2 separate regions of the Sus scrofa genome follow, and region 2 is linked to region 1. A link is a contact called in public promoter capture Hi-C data. All regions are on one chromosome and are shown on one strand. Each heading gives the region's core, a stretch centred on a gene start, on an enhancer-like site or on the middle of the called end of the contact. The rest is flanking DNA. Distances are from core to core; before and after follow the strand shown. Region 1 holds the start of SHANK3 (SH3 and multiple ankyrin repeat domains protein 3). Region 2 holds the start of MAPK8IP2 (C-Jun-amino-terminal kinase-interacting protein 2).

The links. Promoter capture Hi-C pulls out the DNA fragments that hold promoters and counts their contacts.
Region 2: a promoter capture Hi-C map of fetal skeletal muscle shows a contact between it and region 1, with 4 times the contacts expected there. The contact joins the promoter of MAPK8IP2 here to the promoter of SHANK3 in region 1. A contact is called at or near these places in 1 of 5 promoter capture datasets (fetal skeletal muscle) and 2 of 47 Hi-C or Micro-C datasets (epiblast stem cells and skeletal muscle).

Annotation. Positions count from the first base shown.
Region 1 is chr5:88,175-96,063 of Sscrofa11.1, forward strand. SHANK3 (SH3 and multiple ankyrin repeat domains protein 3) reads right to left here and starts at 4,859. Exons shown (of 23, transcript XM_021091273.1): 1 at 4,709-4,859; 2 at 2,766-3,408; 3 at 2,235-2,438; 4 at 1,323-1,394. The coding sequence starts at 3,047.
Region 2 is chr5:127,421-135,309 of Sscrofa11.1, forward strand. MAPK8IP2 (C-Jun-amino-terminal kinase-interacting protein 2) reads right to left here and starts at 3,640. Exons shown (of 13, transcript XM_021091276.1): 1 at 3,427-3,640; 2 at 2,347-2,452; 3 at 556-828; 4 at 334-427; 5 at 1-246. The coding sequence starts at 3,491. LOC102161600 (a long non-coding RNA gene) reads right to left here. Exons shown (of 3, transcript XR_002343833.1): 3 at 3,753-4,515.

The DNA of each region.
Region 1 (7,889 bases), core at 3,609-6,108:
TGTGGTGTAGGCTGCAGACACGGCTCGGATCCCATGTTGCTGTGGCTCTGGTGTAGGCCGGTGGCTACAGCTCCGATTCGACCCCTAGCCTGGGAACCTCCATATGCCATGGGAGCGGCCCAAGAAATAGCAAAAAGACAAAAAAAAAAAAAAGAGTTGAAACTCATCCTAAAAGCAAGTGGGACTCACTGAAAGGCAAGAGTCACTGGTGTCCTGTGGATCACTGGAGACGACTTCGGAAGAGTGGTGACTACGGGAGGAGCCCAGGATGACAGGGTCACGCCAGGGCCAGTAAAGGAGGCTCTGCCCAGCCAGAGTCATAGCTATTGACCACCACATGCCCCAGGGCAGCAGAGAAGTCTGGCGTGGAGGCTGCGAACTCACAGCAGGGTCACTGGGGTCACTGGGTGAGTGCTCAGATCCCTTTCTTAGGCTCCAGAGATTGTCAGTGAAGTTTCCAGCAAACACATGTCCGCTGGCCCTTGGGAGCTTCAGGTGGGAGTTTAGAGTCTGCCTGTGGGAAGGGCCGTAGCACCTGCCGTACCCCTCCTGAGGGGCAGGGAGATACCCCTCAAAGAGTATTTGGGGTCAGGCCCTCCTAGCAACGGTGCCCAGAAGTAAAGACCCCACAGGTATGTTTAGATACGGGACCCCAGAGTCAGAGAGATCATCTGGCTCTAACCCCACTACCACTGGATGAAGAGCTGTGAACGAGTCACCTAACTTCCCAGGAATTCACCATCTTCATCTGTGAAATGGACCAGTAATAGTCCCTCCCCGGAGAAAACGAACGAGATGCCTAATTACAAGTGCTCACCACTGGATGACCACTGAGCGCTGGCCTCTGTTTTCCCCACCCCTGCTCAGCTCCCCTCAACAACCACGCCAGCTGCTTGCCCACTTCTCCCCCACCAGGTGTTCACCAAGACACTGTACCCCATCGCACTCCAGCCCTTGGCCAGAGTCCCACCAGAGGGGCCAGCAAGATCTGATGGGAAACCATCCCCAGACCTACCACCCCAAAGACACAGAGCTCCCAGTCTGCACCCAGCCCTCTTGCCGCCCCCCACACCCACTCTGGGCCTCTGATGACAGGAGAAAGCAGGCTGAGCCAAAGCTGGAGGGATGGACCGGTCAGCCCCAACCAAGCTGGGGTGGGGGTTCTGGGAGCAGGGAAGGGACCCAAGAAGGGAATTCTGAAAGGATGATTTTGACTTCACAAAACCCAGTTAAGGCTGGGGTGGGGGAACACGGGCCAGGGCGGGAGGTTGGGGGGAGATGAGAAGGTAAGCTGAGTCCCTTCTCTACGGCTGCCCCCTTACCTTTGTGTGAAGCTTTGCAAACTGCTTATCATCAATGAGGTTCTGGGCATAAACTCTCCTCTTGTATCGAAACTGCTCAGGTAAAAACAAGGTGGAGAAAAGCGCCCACCTGGGCTGAGTGAGTGAAAGCACGCACGGAACCCAGGCCTGCCCACTGGTGTGCAGCTAAGGCCCCACACTGCTCACCCTCTCCCGCAACAGAGCCCCTGCCTGCCAGCCACACAAACCCATACACACTGCCACGGACGCCACGGACACGCAGGTCAGCTGTGCTGCATGCCCAGCTCTGCCTCCGCCTCATCCCCGAGATTCCCTGGAAACCTCCGTCCTCTTCCAAGGCCAGGTTCCAGGCTTACCTTCCTAGACTCCACCTGTCTGGGTAAATCTGTCCCTACTCGCCTGTGCCACCACGGAGGCCAAGCCAGCTTTGAGCTCAGCCACCGTGGTGCTGGTTCGTTCCAGGGCTCTTTGGGCTTGACACCACCCACCTCCCAAACTCTGGGTCTGGGGCCCCTGCTCGCAGGGCAGTGAACAACCTTTACATCATGAATCGGGGAGCAAATGAGGACGACTTAGGTTGCCTTTCAGACAACTTCACGCGGGGCGGGGAGGGGGCAGACAAGGGCGACACGGATGTGCACACAGACGACCGCTGGCTTACTCCAGACAGCGCTCCGGCACTCACGCCTGCTCACACCCGACCGCACGCGCCGCTGGCCGCGCGCACCGCACGCGGCTCACACCTCGCACACGACACACCGCACCGGGCGCTCGGCACCCCCCGCCCCGCTCGCACACTAACTCCCCTGCCCCCACCCTCCGCGCCCCTCGCTGCCGCGCCCTCCACCGCTCCGGTCCCCGGGCTCGGCGGGGCGTCCCGCGCGCGCTCCGCCGCCCCCGGCCGCCGCTCACCTCCAGGTAGGGCAGGGGCGTGTCCAGGTTGGGCGGGTATTCCTGCAGGAGCCGCTCCTCGTCCAGGAACTTGCCGGCGCGGCCCCGGGAGGGCGGTTGAAAGAGCCCGTAGTTGAGCGCGTCCTGGAGGCTGTGGTTGAGGGCGCAGAGCACGCGCTGCTTGGCGGCCCACACCGGCGCGGCCGGGTCCAGGCGCAGGCACTTCTGCGGCGGAGCGGACTCGTGAGCAGGGGCCGGTCCCCCCGCCCCGCGCGGAGCTCCGAACCCCCCGGCCCCGCCCGACTCTCGGGCCCGGCGGCGGGGGCCGCGGCCCCTGCGCCTCCGAGTCCAGCCGGCGAGGCCTCGCCCCAAGGGCGGTGCTTCCCCGGCCCCGCCCCCGCCCGGGGGGAGGGGGAGGGTCCCGGCGGAGGCGGCGGGGGAGGGGTGAGTAGCCGCAGGCCTGGGGTCTCCCGCGCCGGGCTCCCAGCGCGCGGGTGGGGGGCTGGCAGAGGAGGGCAGGGGTGCTGCCGGGACCCGGGCGGCAAAGCTCACCGTCTGCTGCAGGTCCGGGATGCCGACGCGCACAACCACGGCGCTGGCCCCGGGGCCATCCATCCCCGCGCCCGGGCTGGGGCCGCTCGCGGCCGCGAGCTGGGCGCACTGGGGCTCCTCGCGGCGACCCGGCCCCCCCTGACCCCCCGCCGGAGCCCCGTCGGCCGCGCTGTGCGGGAGGGGGCCGGGGGGGGCCGGGGCCGGGGCCGGCGCGGGGGACAGCGGCGCCGAGGGCTCCGCAGGGGCGACAGCGGCGGCGGTGGCGGCGCGGCTCAGCTGCATCGGCCCCGGCTCCGCTCGGCGCCTGCCTTCCCCGGGGGCGGGGGCGGCGGGGGGAGGGGGCCTGAGCCGGGAGGGAAGCGGGGGTGGCAAGGGGGCTGCGCCGGAGGCGAGGGCCGGGAGGGCTCAGGGCCAGCCGAGGGTGAGGGGGACTGTGCGGGGTCGCGGGTTGAGGAGTGGGGTTCGTGCGAGGGGCTAGGGCCGCGCAGCAGGGCGGGGGCCCTAGGGGCTGCGCTGGGGGTGTGGGGAGTCCTAGGCCTCAGTGTGGGGGGAGTGGCCGAGCAGCAAGGGCCGCGCCGCCCTTCGGCTGCGGAAGAGCATCCGTGGACCACTCGGGAAGATGCGGCGAGGAGGGGTCCTGGAGCTGGGGTGGGGGCCGCGTTGGGCACAGGGACCAGAGGTAGAGCAGGAAGGGGAGAGAAAAACAGGAGAATTAATTTCCGGGGGTGGCAGCTTCTCCCCACTCTACCGACATCCCCTCCCCACCCGACTCAAGGCCCCAGAGAGATGACAGGGACCAACCCTGCCCCAGTCCTGGGGCCAGGAAGTTGGGGAGCTCGGAGCCTGGGAGGGGCCAGGAGGTCTCCCACAGCCAGAACCAATTAACCCTCCGACTTAACCCTTAGGACAATGGCCGAACAGTATTCAGCGCGGCTCCCCCACCGTAACCGAGTTTGGGGAGTTCGCTCCGGACTCTGAGGCTGGCCTCTCCTCCTCCCCCCTCCTCAGGTCCCGGGTCTGCCTAGATCCAAAGCCTGTCACCCCCCTCCAGTCACCTTAGCGACGACAGGATGGGGGCGCAACCTACAAGGAAGGGCTTAGGGGAGGGGGCGCTACTAGTCTCCACCTGTGACGGGGAAGTGAATTTTAGTTTTACGCGTTGTCGTGGCAACGCGGGAGGGGGTGATGAGTGGGCGGAAAAGAGGGGAGCGCGCAGTAAAGAAACTAGCTCTGGCACCACCGCCCCATTGGAGCATGCCATCCTCTCCCCCCCACCCCACCCCCCGCCGCCACCCTAAAGCACATCAGCCTCACAGAACTACCCCCAGAGCTGGGAAACCCTGTGCCCCCAAGGTGCCTGAAAGCAAAGAACAGTCCCTAAACGTTGAAATATCCCTGATTTTCCGAGAAATAGCTTCTGACTCCCACAGAACTCCCCCAGTATGCCTGACTCCTCGCCAAAGAACAGGCCCTGACCCCCACAGCCGCTCACCCTCTCACATGACACACAGTAACCTTCACAGAACAACCCAGCCTGCGGACCCCTGGACCCTGGTAGAAAACAGCCCAGCCGCACCTACCTCCTCCAAGAGCAGCCCTGGATCCCCTGAGCCTCCCAGAAATAAACTTGAATGAGCCCCCCCTCCCCACACACACACACACTGAAAACCACCCTACTCCTCCCGGTAAGGAAGGAAGCACCCTGACCCGCATGGAACAGTGCCTGACACCTCTCCAAGAACAGCCCCCACCCCGCAGAACCGCCTTGACTACCACAAACCCCCAATGCCCACCCCTCTGCCCCCAGAACAGCCTCTGATCACCCCAGAGCAAGGAGGAGGAGAGGGGTAGGACCAGCCCAGACCCCTGAGGGAACCCAGGCTCTCTCCTCCACATCCACCACCCCTTCAGGAAGCATCTCTGCCTCCCAGGATTCCACTGACCCTGCAGAGCCGAATCTCCAGCGCTGTCTGTGATCTGGTCCCGCTTTCTCCCCAAGCCTGAGCGGACCCTCCCTGCCTAGAAGTGTGGCCCCAGGATGTCCAGGCTCTTCCTAAGGCCACTGGTGTGGCCTGAGTGGGGGAGCTGAGGGTCCCCAGGGGCTGGAGCAGGATGGGAGGGGTAGGGGAAGGGGGGGAGCAGGAAGGGGCCATCGGAAGCCCACTTATCTGCAGGAAACACCTTGGGAAGCATGTGGCCCAGCCCTGGAGAGAGGAAACCAGTGCTTCCCGGCCCCCATCCTGTCTCCACCATCTTCCTGCCCCTGTTCTCCCCTCCCTGAGTCACCCAGGGCTTCCCCTCCCTGCCCTGCCTCATCCCTCCCACTGGCGGCTGCAAGGCCGTGGACCAGCTCAACAGAGTCCTCCATTAGCAAAAGGACCGAAAAAGGAGGCTGCACTTCTCACCACATCAGACTCAGAGCAGCCCCAGGCCCCCGAGTTCTCCCTGCAAACCTGCCTTTGGCCTGGATGGCCAGGTGCCCACCTGTCCACCCACCCTGGACCTCAGGAGGGCCCCTTCAGCCTTCCCAGGCCTCCCACCACCCCCCTGTCTTTGGTGAGTCCAGCACTGTGATTGCCAAGCTTTCGGGAATTCACATCTTTGCTGATCAGCAACCAACACACCCCTGGTCTCCGGCTCAGCTGAGCCTGCACTGCCCGTGCTGGTTCCACAGAGTGCCTGGCACAAAGCATGGGTTCATCACGAACACATTCCAAGCGTGCACCACTCCCTTGAACCCACCACCACCCTGGCAAAGGGCAAAAATTCCAATACCCAGAAGCATCTTACCCGCACGAGGGCCCCCTGTCCCTGCAACATGGGTTTACCGTGGAGAAGCCCAGGGACATACTTTTGGTGAGATTAAAAGACCCCCTGCTCCTCACCACCTCCCAGCCTAGCCCCGCCGCTCTGCTCCCCTGTCTCTGTCCTTGAAGGTGAGGCTCCTCCGAACCCCACGGCCTTTCTGTGTCCCCACTGCTTCCATCAGGGCTAAGATTCCAGAAAGACCCACAGTTCTCTCATCCCCGGTTCTCCCCACTGCAGACCTTCAGACCCATGATGTCTGTGGGAGCTCATGTGGGCAAAGCATCCAGAACCATGCCTGGCACAGGGTCAAACCTGACTGTGGATGGACCCCGCGGCTGCCCCCAGGCCCATCAGCTACAAAAAAGGCCATCTGACATCCCTGGTGCCCAAACCCTCGAGGTCTGCGGCACCAAGAGCATGGGCGCCCTGCCCACGCATCCTGGCCCTTCTTCTGGCTCTTTCTGGTGAGGATGTCTGTGTCCCCCTCCCACGCCAGCTTTGCCTCTCCTGGGGCCCACTCCTCACCCAGATCCCAACCCTTCTCTCCCTCTCATACTTTAGCCTACGTGGCCTGGCCCCACAGTCCCTCTCTTGCTGAAAACCCCACAGGCTTGCTTTCTCCCATGTCCAACTGCACTCTCCCTGAACTCTCACCCCCTTGGGTTCCATGGGGACAGAGTGGGTGTCCTGCTGTCAGGCCCTCCCCTGGCTGCCCCTGGTTTTCTTTCCCAGTAAATGCTCTTCCCCAAGTGGACCCACCTTCCCCATGCTCCCCTCCCCACTCCGATCTTTCTTCCACAGCACCCTATTGTCTACACAGCCTGTAATTCACTTACTGTGGCTTATTGTTTAGGCTCCCCCCACACCCCGCCCCCGCCAGAATGAAGGCTCCTGTGAAGAGAGAGCTTCGCGTGTCTGGTTCACAGACGTGCCCTAGTGTGGTGGTGCCTGGTAGTGGATGCTCAGCAGGCATTTGCTGCCCTTCCTCTGCAAGGTAGTCACGCCCCAGTGTCCCTCCTCAGACCAGGCCCTCTGCAAACTCCAGAGCAGCGCACGGGGCAGAGTGCTGGATGTCCAGGTGGCTGTCTGGACCTGGTGTAAATTTTGTGGGTAGTTTTTTTTTCCTTTTTTAAAATGATTTTTATTTTTTCCATTATAGTTGGTTTACAGTGTTCTTTGTGGATAGTTTTTAATTGCTTCTAGCTATTTAACGTCAATCACATATTTAGATTTTATTCATCCCGAGTCCGAACTGTTAAGTTCTATATTTCTCGTAATACAAATCTGTTTCTAAAGAATCCATTTTTCATTTGGTTAATCATCTCTATTTCTGTTTTTGTTTTCTTCTGTTTATTTCTTTTACTGTTCCAATTATTGTTAAGATTCTTTTTCAAATTTCATTAGCTAGGTGCTTAACTCAATTTTTAGTCTTTCTCTTTTTTGATAATGAGCATTTAAGGTTGCACATTTCCAAGTGCCACTTTAGTTGTGCTTATTAAGTCCTAATAAGTACTATTTTTAATTTCATCTTGTTGATTTTCTAATATCAGTTATATTGTTTGCTTCAGGAACTGCTGAAAAGTATACTTTTTTTTTTTTTTTTTTGGTTTTTAGGGTTGCACCTGTGGCATATAGAGGTTCCCAGGCTAGGAGTCGGATCAGAGCTGCAGCTGTCGCCCTATGCCACAGCCACAGCCATGCCAGATCTGAGCCACGTCTGTGACCTAAGCCACAGCTTGCGGCAGTGCAGGATCCTTAACCCACTGAACAAGGCCAGGGATTGAACCCGTATCCTCATGGATACTGGTCAGATTCTTAAGCAGCTGAGCTACAACAGGAATTCCAAAAGTATGCTTATTTAAATTTTCAGGAGTTCCCGTCATTGCTCAGTGGTTGATGAATCCGACTAGGAACCATGAGGTTTCGGGTTCGATCCCTGGCCTTGCTCAGTGGGTTAAGGATCCGGCGTTGCTGTGGGCTGTGGTGTAGGTCGCAGACATGGCTCTGATCTTACATTGCTGTGGCTGTGGTGTAGGCTGGCAGCTGTAACTCCAATTAGGCCCCTAGCCTGGGAACCTCCATATGCTGCGGGTACAGCCCTAAAAAGACAAAAAAAAAAAAAAAAAAAAAAAAAAGACCAAAATAAATAAGTAAATAAATTTTCAAAGGGATACTAGCTTTTTTGGAGAGAGGACTAACCCTTAGCTACCGATTTCTTATTTTATTGCATTATAGTCAGAGAAGGCGAGCAGCATGATTTTGATTTTTGAGATTTTGTGAGAACTTTCTTTGTAGCCAATTCAACAGGAATTGTTG
Region 2 (7,889 bases), core at 2,390-4,889, 38 kb after region 1:
GCGCGCCCGCCACGTCCTCGGAGTCGGAGCCGGGCGAGGACAGCTCCTGGCTGCTTCGCCGGCCCCCACGGCCTGTGCTGGAGCCGCTCCCCAGGTCGGCCTCAATGCCTGGATCCGAGGAGGGCGAGGCCCCGCCTTGGGCCGGGGAGCCCGCGGGCCGGTTTCCTTCCAGGTCGCAATCTGGGCGCACAGGAGGCTGTGCCCCACAGGGGCTCATGTCCGTGGGCGGGATGGGGACGGGCGGGTCTGCGGAGCCATGGGAGGCATCAGCCAGCCCACCCCGCTTCCTCCTCCCGCACCTCCCGGGCCCCTCCCACCTGCTGCCTGGCTCACCTCTGAGGGGCTCCTGGGGGGGTGGGCACAGCACTGTCTCCTGCCAGGAGTCTGGAGGCGCTGGGGCGAACCCTCCGTTGTTGTTCAGGGAGTCCTGGAGGGGGGGGAGAGAGAGCAGCGCTGAGGAGAGGCCCCAGCTCTCGGGGGTGGTGGCACAGGCTGCCCTGGGGACCAGAGTCCCAGATGCTGGCAATTGGGATTTAGCTGAGTCTGGGTGCTCACCTGGGCTCCCAGGGTTGTCAGGTGGAGCGTGGTGGGCCGGTGCTTGTGGGGCTCCTCCAGGGAGGGAGAGGGGATCAGGGGCTCCAGAGCAGCGGTCTCTGAGCCGGGCCCTCCTCCCTCCATGCCCTCCCCTTCTCCTTCCTCCTCTTCCTCCTCCTCCTCCTCCTCTTCCTCCTCCTCTTCATTGTCATCAATCATCTCAAACTCCTGAAAGTCATCCTGGAAGGAGCAGATGGGGTGCGGCTGCTCCGAACGCCCCAGGGAAAGGCTGTCCTGGAGGAAAGAAGGACAGGGCAGAGCTAGGCCAGAGGGGGACAGTGACCCAGGTCCCAGGTCCCAGGTCCCAGGACAGGGGGAGGCAGGAAGCTGTCAGTCAAGGGAGGGAAGCCTCCCTCCAGTTCATTCTGAGCTCCAAGAGCACAGCTTTGTAAAAACTCTGCTTGCGACACATAAGGATCACTCCAGTTCTTGGTAAGTAAGAGTCCAAACTCTTAAGCCTGGGTGACAGGGATTCTCAGAGTGGCCCCAACCCACATGCCAGCCTCATTTCGCCCCTAAATTGTCACACCAGCACTTTTTCCTCCATAGCATTTTAACACAACTCATTCCCTGTAGGGTTTGGAGACTGTGTTCCCCAGCAAGCTGCAACCCCACCAGAACAGGCCCCATCAGGGCCATTGTACACTGATGGACCCTGCCCCCCACCGAAAACAGGGCCTGGCCCACAGTGGAAGCTCCGTAAATATCAAGTGAATGCATGAAGCCAAGACAGCCAGCACCCAGGGTTCACCAAGTTTGCACCAATCTCGGGGGCTTTGACCCACTAATCCCTTCCAGCAATACCTCTCCTCATCCCCTCCTATCTCCCTCATCTACCAGCTCCTGCTAGTCTTCCCTAAGGGCATGGCTGTGCACCCTTTCCACCAGAAAATCTCTCCCGTGGCCTCAGTCTCGAGTGGGTTCCCCTCATTGCACCCCATGACACCCCTCCCGTTGGAATCCAGTAGTGGAGATTCAGGTGGCTATTGCCTCTCGCATGTCTTTCTCCTTCACCAGGTTACAAGCTCCTAAAGGCAAGAGCCACACCTGTCCTGCTCTCCTCCCAGGCACCTGGAAGCCCCTATCACTTGCCACACAGGAGATTCTCAGAAATGTTCTTGAATGAAATAAACACCATGGAGAGATAGGAGCGCTCTTGTGATGTAGTGGGTTAGGGATCCGGTGTTGTCACTGCAGCAGTTTGGGTCACTGCTGTGGCACAGGTTCGATCCCTGGCCTGGGAACTTCCATATGCCACAATTGCGAGGGGGGGGGCGACGGGGGAGGGGGATGTGGAGAGATAGGGAGGAGGAAGAGAAGCAAAAGATGGAGAGAAAAAAGATTCAGGGATGTTGGCATGAGGCAGATAGAAGGTGGCTTGAGAGGTGGGGAAAGGGCTGAGGAGGAGATGAAGTGAGACAGCAGCTGGAAGGGGACAGATCTTTCTGGGACGTGCTCTGAGAGACAGAGGGCCGCACAGGGGAGGCACATCTCCCCTCTCCCAACCTAGCCCAGTGGTGCGGGCCAGGTGAAGACTGCCGGGGAAGGTCCCGAGTGGAGGGCCTACGGTCTGTTAGGAAAAGAGAGGTTTGAGATCAAGGAAGACCCTGGTCGAGAGGCCAGCGGGGAGCGGGAGGTCAGAGGACCCCTTGTTTCAAGGCTGAGCTTGGACCCACCCTCAAACCCCAGGGGAACGCTAAGCAGAGCTGAAGCAAGACTCTGCCTTGAGTCTGCCCCCAGCCCCTGGCCCACCTTCTCGCAGTGGTCCGAGTCATAGCTGAGGCCCAGACCACAGTCATCGGTGATCTCGGACAGATCCTCATCGTCAAATTCTTCCAGGCTTATGTCCTGAGGAGGCCTGGAGAGGGGACCGGGGTGAGAGAGCAAGCACAGGGCTCCTGAGAGAGCCACCCGCCCTGGACCCTTGTCTGGGAGCCGGTCCTAAGCAGGGGCCAAGGGAGACCCTCCCAGCTCCTAGGCTCCATAGTCTCCAGAGCCCCCAACTCCCAGACCCACATCCTGCCATGAACCTCAGGCTCTGCTCTGCAATGGATTTCCCCCACAATCTGAGCCATGACCAGCTCAGAGGAGCCACCAGCCCTCCAGCCCTCCTCCCTCACAGAGCCAGCAGCCTCTCCTCCCTCTGCACTCCGCTCAGGCCCCTCTGGGTCGCAGCCTCAGCCTCAGGGGAGTCAGGCTGAGCAGAGGAGGGGGAGGGGGAGCTGAAGCTGCAGCAGCAGGAGGGGGAGGGGGTCGAGCCTGTTCTAGGCGCACAGTCTGGCCACTTTGTCCCTCAATCCTTCTCAAGGCAGGCCTACACCCAGAGGTCCAGGCTAGCCCCTCTTCCCACCCTAGCCCCTTCCCCCAGGCTCCAGGCTTGATTTCAACTCTCTTCCTCCCTGAGCCCTGCAGACCTGGCCAGGCTTCCACCGAAGAGGCCCAGCAAGGCCAAAAGGACACTGCCAAGCACAGAGGGTGTACCCAGCATCCTGCGGCCTCTCGGAGGCTCAGCCACCACCTCCACCCTTAAGGGGTCGGCGGCTCGGGCTGGGTGCGGCCCTGGAACCCCACAGGAATTGGGGGTGGGAGGGTCATTGGGGCTGGAGGAGGGGCTAAGGGGAGGACACACAGGGGGAGAGCCAGAACCCGTGGGTGGGGGATGGGGAGCAGGAGTCACGAGCCTCAGGACCAACGAGGGGTCCGGGGCTTGGGTCCCCAAAGGCGATGGGGGTGGGGTGGCAGGGTCGGGTCGGAGGAGTCTGGAGACTGGGTCGGAGAAAGGGCTGTAGGAAGGGAGGGACCTGCCGAGGCCCGGGGCGCCCAAGTGCGTACCTGCAGCCTGGCGGCGACAGCGAGTGAAAGGTGGAAAGAGAAAACATCTCCGCCCGATCCGCCATCTTCTCCCGGGAAAGGCCTGCCGACCGCGGCGGGGGAGGGGTGCCTGGAGCCACAGCCCCGCACGCCCTTCGTCGCGCCCTCCCGCCCGCCCTCGGCCCGCCCCGAGTCACCTCGTGACACGCCCTGCGACACCCCGCTGCCGGCACACCTCGCCACCGGGACACCGCGGCAGCGCGAGCCGGCGGGGGGGGCGGGGGGAGGAGGGAGGATCCGGGGGGAGGGGAGGAGGGCGGACCCGGGGGAGGGCGAAGGGGCCGGCGGGGAAGCTGGTTGGTGGAGACGAGATGGTTTGACTGAGAGACTCGGTTGGGGAAGGATCGGGTGTGCGGTTTGGTCTCCTCGGGGCGGGGGAAGGTGAGAAGCGGATTGGTGGGGATGAGGGATCCGTTCGTGCGCTAAGAGCTTAAACGAGGAAACTGCGATGGAGACGTCGGCCCGCAGACCTCTGGTTAACTGGTCTGGGGAGGTGGGACAAGGAGACAGGGGCTCGTGGAGGGGTGGCTACGGCCCCAGGAGCAGCACTGGCGTCCCGGGTAATCAGAAGCGTTGAGGTCTCCAGCCGAGGGCTGCGGGATTCCTACGGAAGCTGGGCTGGAGGAGCTGTCCACATCGGGGTGCTGATCAGGACTGGTCGGAGCTGTCCCACAAAGGGTGCTGATTGGGCCCACGGAGATTTCTCCCTAAAACTTGCTGACTCGGGCTGGAGGAACTGTTTCCCCGACGGGTCCTGATCAGAGCTGGAGGAAGTGTTGCCCAACTGCTGAGCAGCGTTGAGCAGAAGCCGGAGCCCAAGGGAGGCTGATCCAGGCTGGACCCAGATGTGACTGTATAGAGGATGCTGATTGGGCTAAAACTGAACTTGCAGTACACAGTACAGATTGCACAGGCTGGAGGGAGGTGTTGATGGATATTGCGTGAAGTGATAACCCTGAAGCTCTGTCCATTAATTGGAAACACTGTTTCTTGAGTGCCAGCTATGTAATTGACTCTTTAGGGTACCAACATTTTCTGGCCTTTGTGGAGCTGTGTGGGAAGAGAAATGGCTGAAATCAGCTCAAGGAATCACATGAGGTGAGGGTTGGCTGGTGTTGGCAGTTGGGGAAGGACAGATCGGAGTTGTGGCATGGGTATTACAGACAGGTTGGAAGGACAGCTTAGGGAGACTTTGTGGAGAAGACTTGGCTAAAGAAGGAGGCTGGCATTTCAACGAGGCTGCAATGAAATGACCCTTTTCCCCCTTGATGGAAATTACGTGCCATAACATTTCTTTTCTTTCTTTCTTTCTTTTTTTTTTTTTTTTTTTTTTTTTTTTGTCTTTTTAGGCCTGCACCTGAGGCACATGGAGGAGTTCCCAGGCTAGGGGTCGAATCAGAGCTGCAGCTGCCAGCCTACACCAGAGCCACAGCAACACCAGATCCGAGCCGTGCCTGCCACCTACACCTCAGCTCACCACAAGACGGGATCCTTAACCCACTGAGCGAGGCCAGGGATCGAACTTTCAACCTCATGGTTCCTAGTCAGATTCGTTTCCCCTGCGCCACAACAGGAACTCCCCAGCATTTCTTTGTCTAAGTTATTTTTGTGGAAAATTATCTCTGAGGAAAGGATTAGGCACTTGAGTGACTGATGCCTGGAAGCCACAGGGCAGAAGGAGCTCATGAAAGTTGGGAAAGGTGACATCATTCTTTGGGTGGCAATGATTCCGGCCCAGAGAGAAGGCCTATGCTCAGAGACAGATGGTGCCCTCATTTGTGGCCCGACTACAGTTTATATTTTATCTCCAATTACAGTGTTTTTTCTAAGAATGGCATTTATAAGGGCATGTTTCCCTCCGCAGTGGCTGAGAGTTACAGGAAAGCAGAGACACTGATTTATATCTCTTTGAACCTCCAAGCTCCAAGCACAGTGCCTGGCACATGGTAGGGGCTAAGCAAATATATGTATGAATAAATACATGAATGAGTCAGGGCTTACAGGCCCTACCGGGTCTGGGGCATTAAATCCTTGTCATCATGTTGTCTTTTCAATTTTTTTTTTTTTTTTTGGTCTTTTTGTCTTTTGTCTTTTGTTGTTGTTTGTTGTTGTTGTTGTTGCTATCTCTTGGGCCGCTTCCGCGGCATATGGAGGTTCCCAGGCTAGGGGTTGAATCGGAGCTGTAGCCACTGGCCTACGCCAGAGCCACAGCAATGCGGGATCCGAGCCGCGTCTGCAACCTACACCACAGCTCACGGCAACGCCAGATCGTTAACCCACTGAGCAAGGGCAGGGACCGAACCCGCGACCTCATGGTTCCTAGTCGGATTCGTTAACCACTGCGCCACGATGGGAACTCCGTCTTTTCAATTTTTGAAGAATTAAGAACATTCCTTATTTATGAGGTTCAAGGAGTCTGGATGTAATAACCTCTTTGACTTTCCCCCAAAATCTCTGGATCTCATTCTAGAATTCACAGAGGGTTTTGACCCAAACTTCCCAGATTTCCTTTTGATCCTGAGTCTTGTCACCAAACTGGTTAACTTAGACATCCACATAAGTGACCCATCAAACACTCTTGACTTCTGATGGTCTATGGTGCACGAATGGTGCAGCCAGTACAAGACACAAACTCGACTGGACCTATGTGGTATAATTGCAATAACAACGCAGTCTCAGCGAGCCTGACCACCCACCATCCTAAAAGGCCAGAGGACACCGACAATTCTCTCATAGATTAGAAAATAAGTAAATGCAAACCAGAGTCCCTGCTGTGGCACAACGGGATTGACAGATCTCTGGGGCACTGGGACGCAGATTCAATCCCCAGCCCGGCACAGTGGGGTAAGGATCCAGCACTGCCACAGCTGCAGTGTATGTTGCGAGTGTGGCTGGGATCTGATCCCTGGCCCAGGAACTCTGTACGCCGTGGGATGGCCAAAAAAAACAAAAGCAAAATGAATGCAAACTGTGAGTCTTTTTTTTTTTCTTTTTTCTTTTTACAGCCACATTCACTGCATATGGAATTTCCTGGGCCAGGGATTGAATACGAGCTGCAGCCGCAGCCCATGCCAGATCGTTTGGCCCACTTCACCACACCAGGGATCAAACCCACACCACTGCAGTTGGGTTCTTAACCCACGGCGACACTATGGGAAATTCAAACCATCTCTCTTTTATTCTACTCTTACAGCATAGAAGTCACAAGCATAAAATTAAAATGTCAATAGCTAAAACAAAAAAGTAAAAAGCTTAAGAGCCATACATTGTTGAGAATACTGTCATAAGCAGTAACATCTCCACCTCTTACATCTTGATTTTAAGTCCTCAAGTCTCTGACCGTTGTCTCCTGTTTTTCTTGCTTTCTTAGTATATTACCACGGCACCCACAATTCTTTAATTGCATAAGAAACTTCTTCCATATACTATTGCTGTGTTGCAAATTACCACCACATTTAGAGGACTAAAACAACCACTTTACTCTGCTTACAATTTGGGGGTCATCAGTCCAGGAACGGCTCCAATCTCATGCAGTTTGAATACAGTCAGAGTTAAGGGTGGCAGTTGGCACTGTTGACTGGGAGCTCAGCTCAGGCTGTCAACCAGCACCTACACCCGGCCTCACCAGCAGGGTAGTCTCAGGGTAGTTGGACTTCTTATATAAGTGCTGACTTCCCCCAGAGTGACTGTCCAGGGAGGTCCAGAGGGCAGCTGCATGGCCTTTTCTGATCTAGCCAAAGAAGTCATATAACTTTCAATCGGCTAAAGCAGTCACAATCCCACCCAGATTCAAAAGAGCAGTCACAGATCCCACTTCTCAATGGGAGGCGTGTCAGAGAATTCGGGAGTCATGTTATAAAACCACCACAGGTCTCCAGTCCTTTGATCTCTCACTTTTCCCATTGTCAACTCAAGTGCCTTGCTTGAAATTAGCCCCCTCTCTGGTATCATCAATTTTTTTTTCCTTTGGATCATTTCCATAGGCAAACAAGCATATTCTACTCTTAAAATAAATAGTATATTCTCATTTCTATTTGTATAGTTGATCTAAAGCCATGGGGTTTTCAGTACTGCTATGTTTTAAAGGAAAGGACAGTAGAAGTTGTCCTTCTTTTGGTTTAAGAAAGACTTCTCACAAATAGTTACACCTTTCAAAAATAGATTTCTACCAATGGGGAAAACTCTCATGGCAATAAATACAAGTCAAAGCTTTTTTTTTTTTTTTAGAAGATCGTTTTTATAAATAAGAATAATCTCTGTAATCTAAATGTCTTAAAAGATTCCTTTTGTCTGAAGGACAGTCTCCAAAATGTTCTTTATTGAGAGCTTTGGGAGATAAACTCACAGTTTGTCTCAAAATGTCTTTATTTTGCCCAGACTGCTGAAAGATATTTTTATACCGGCTATAGAATTCTAGGTCAGGT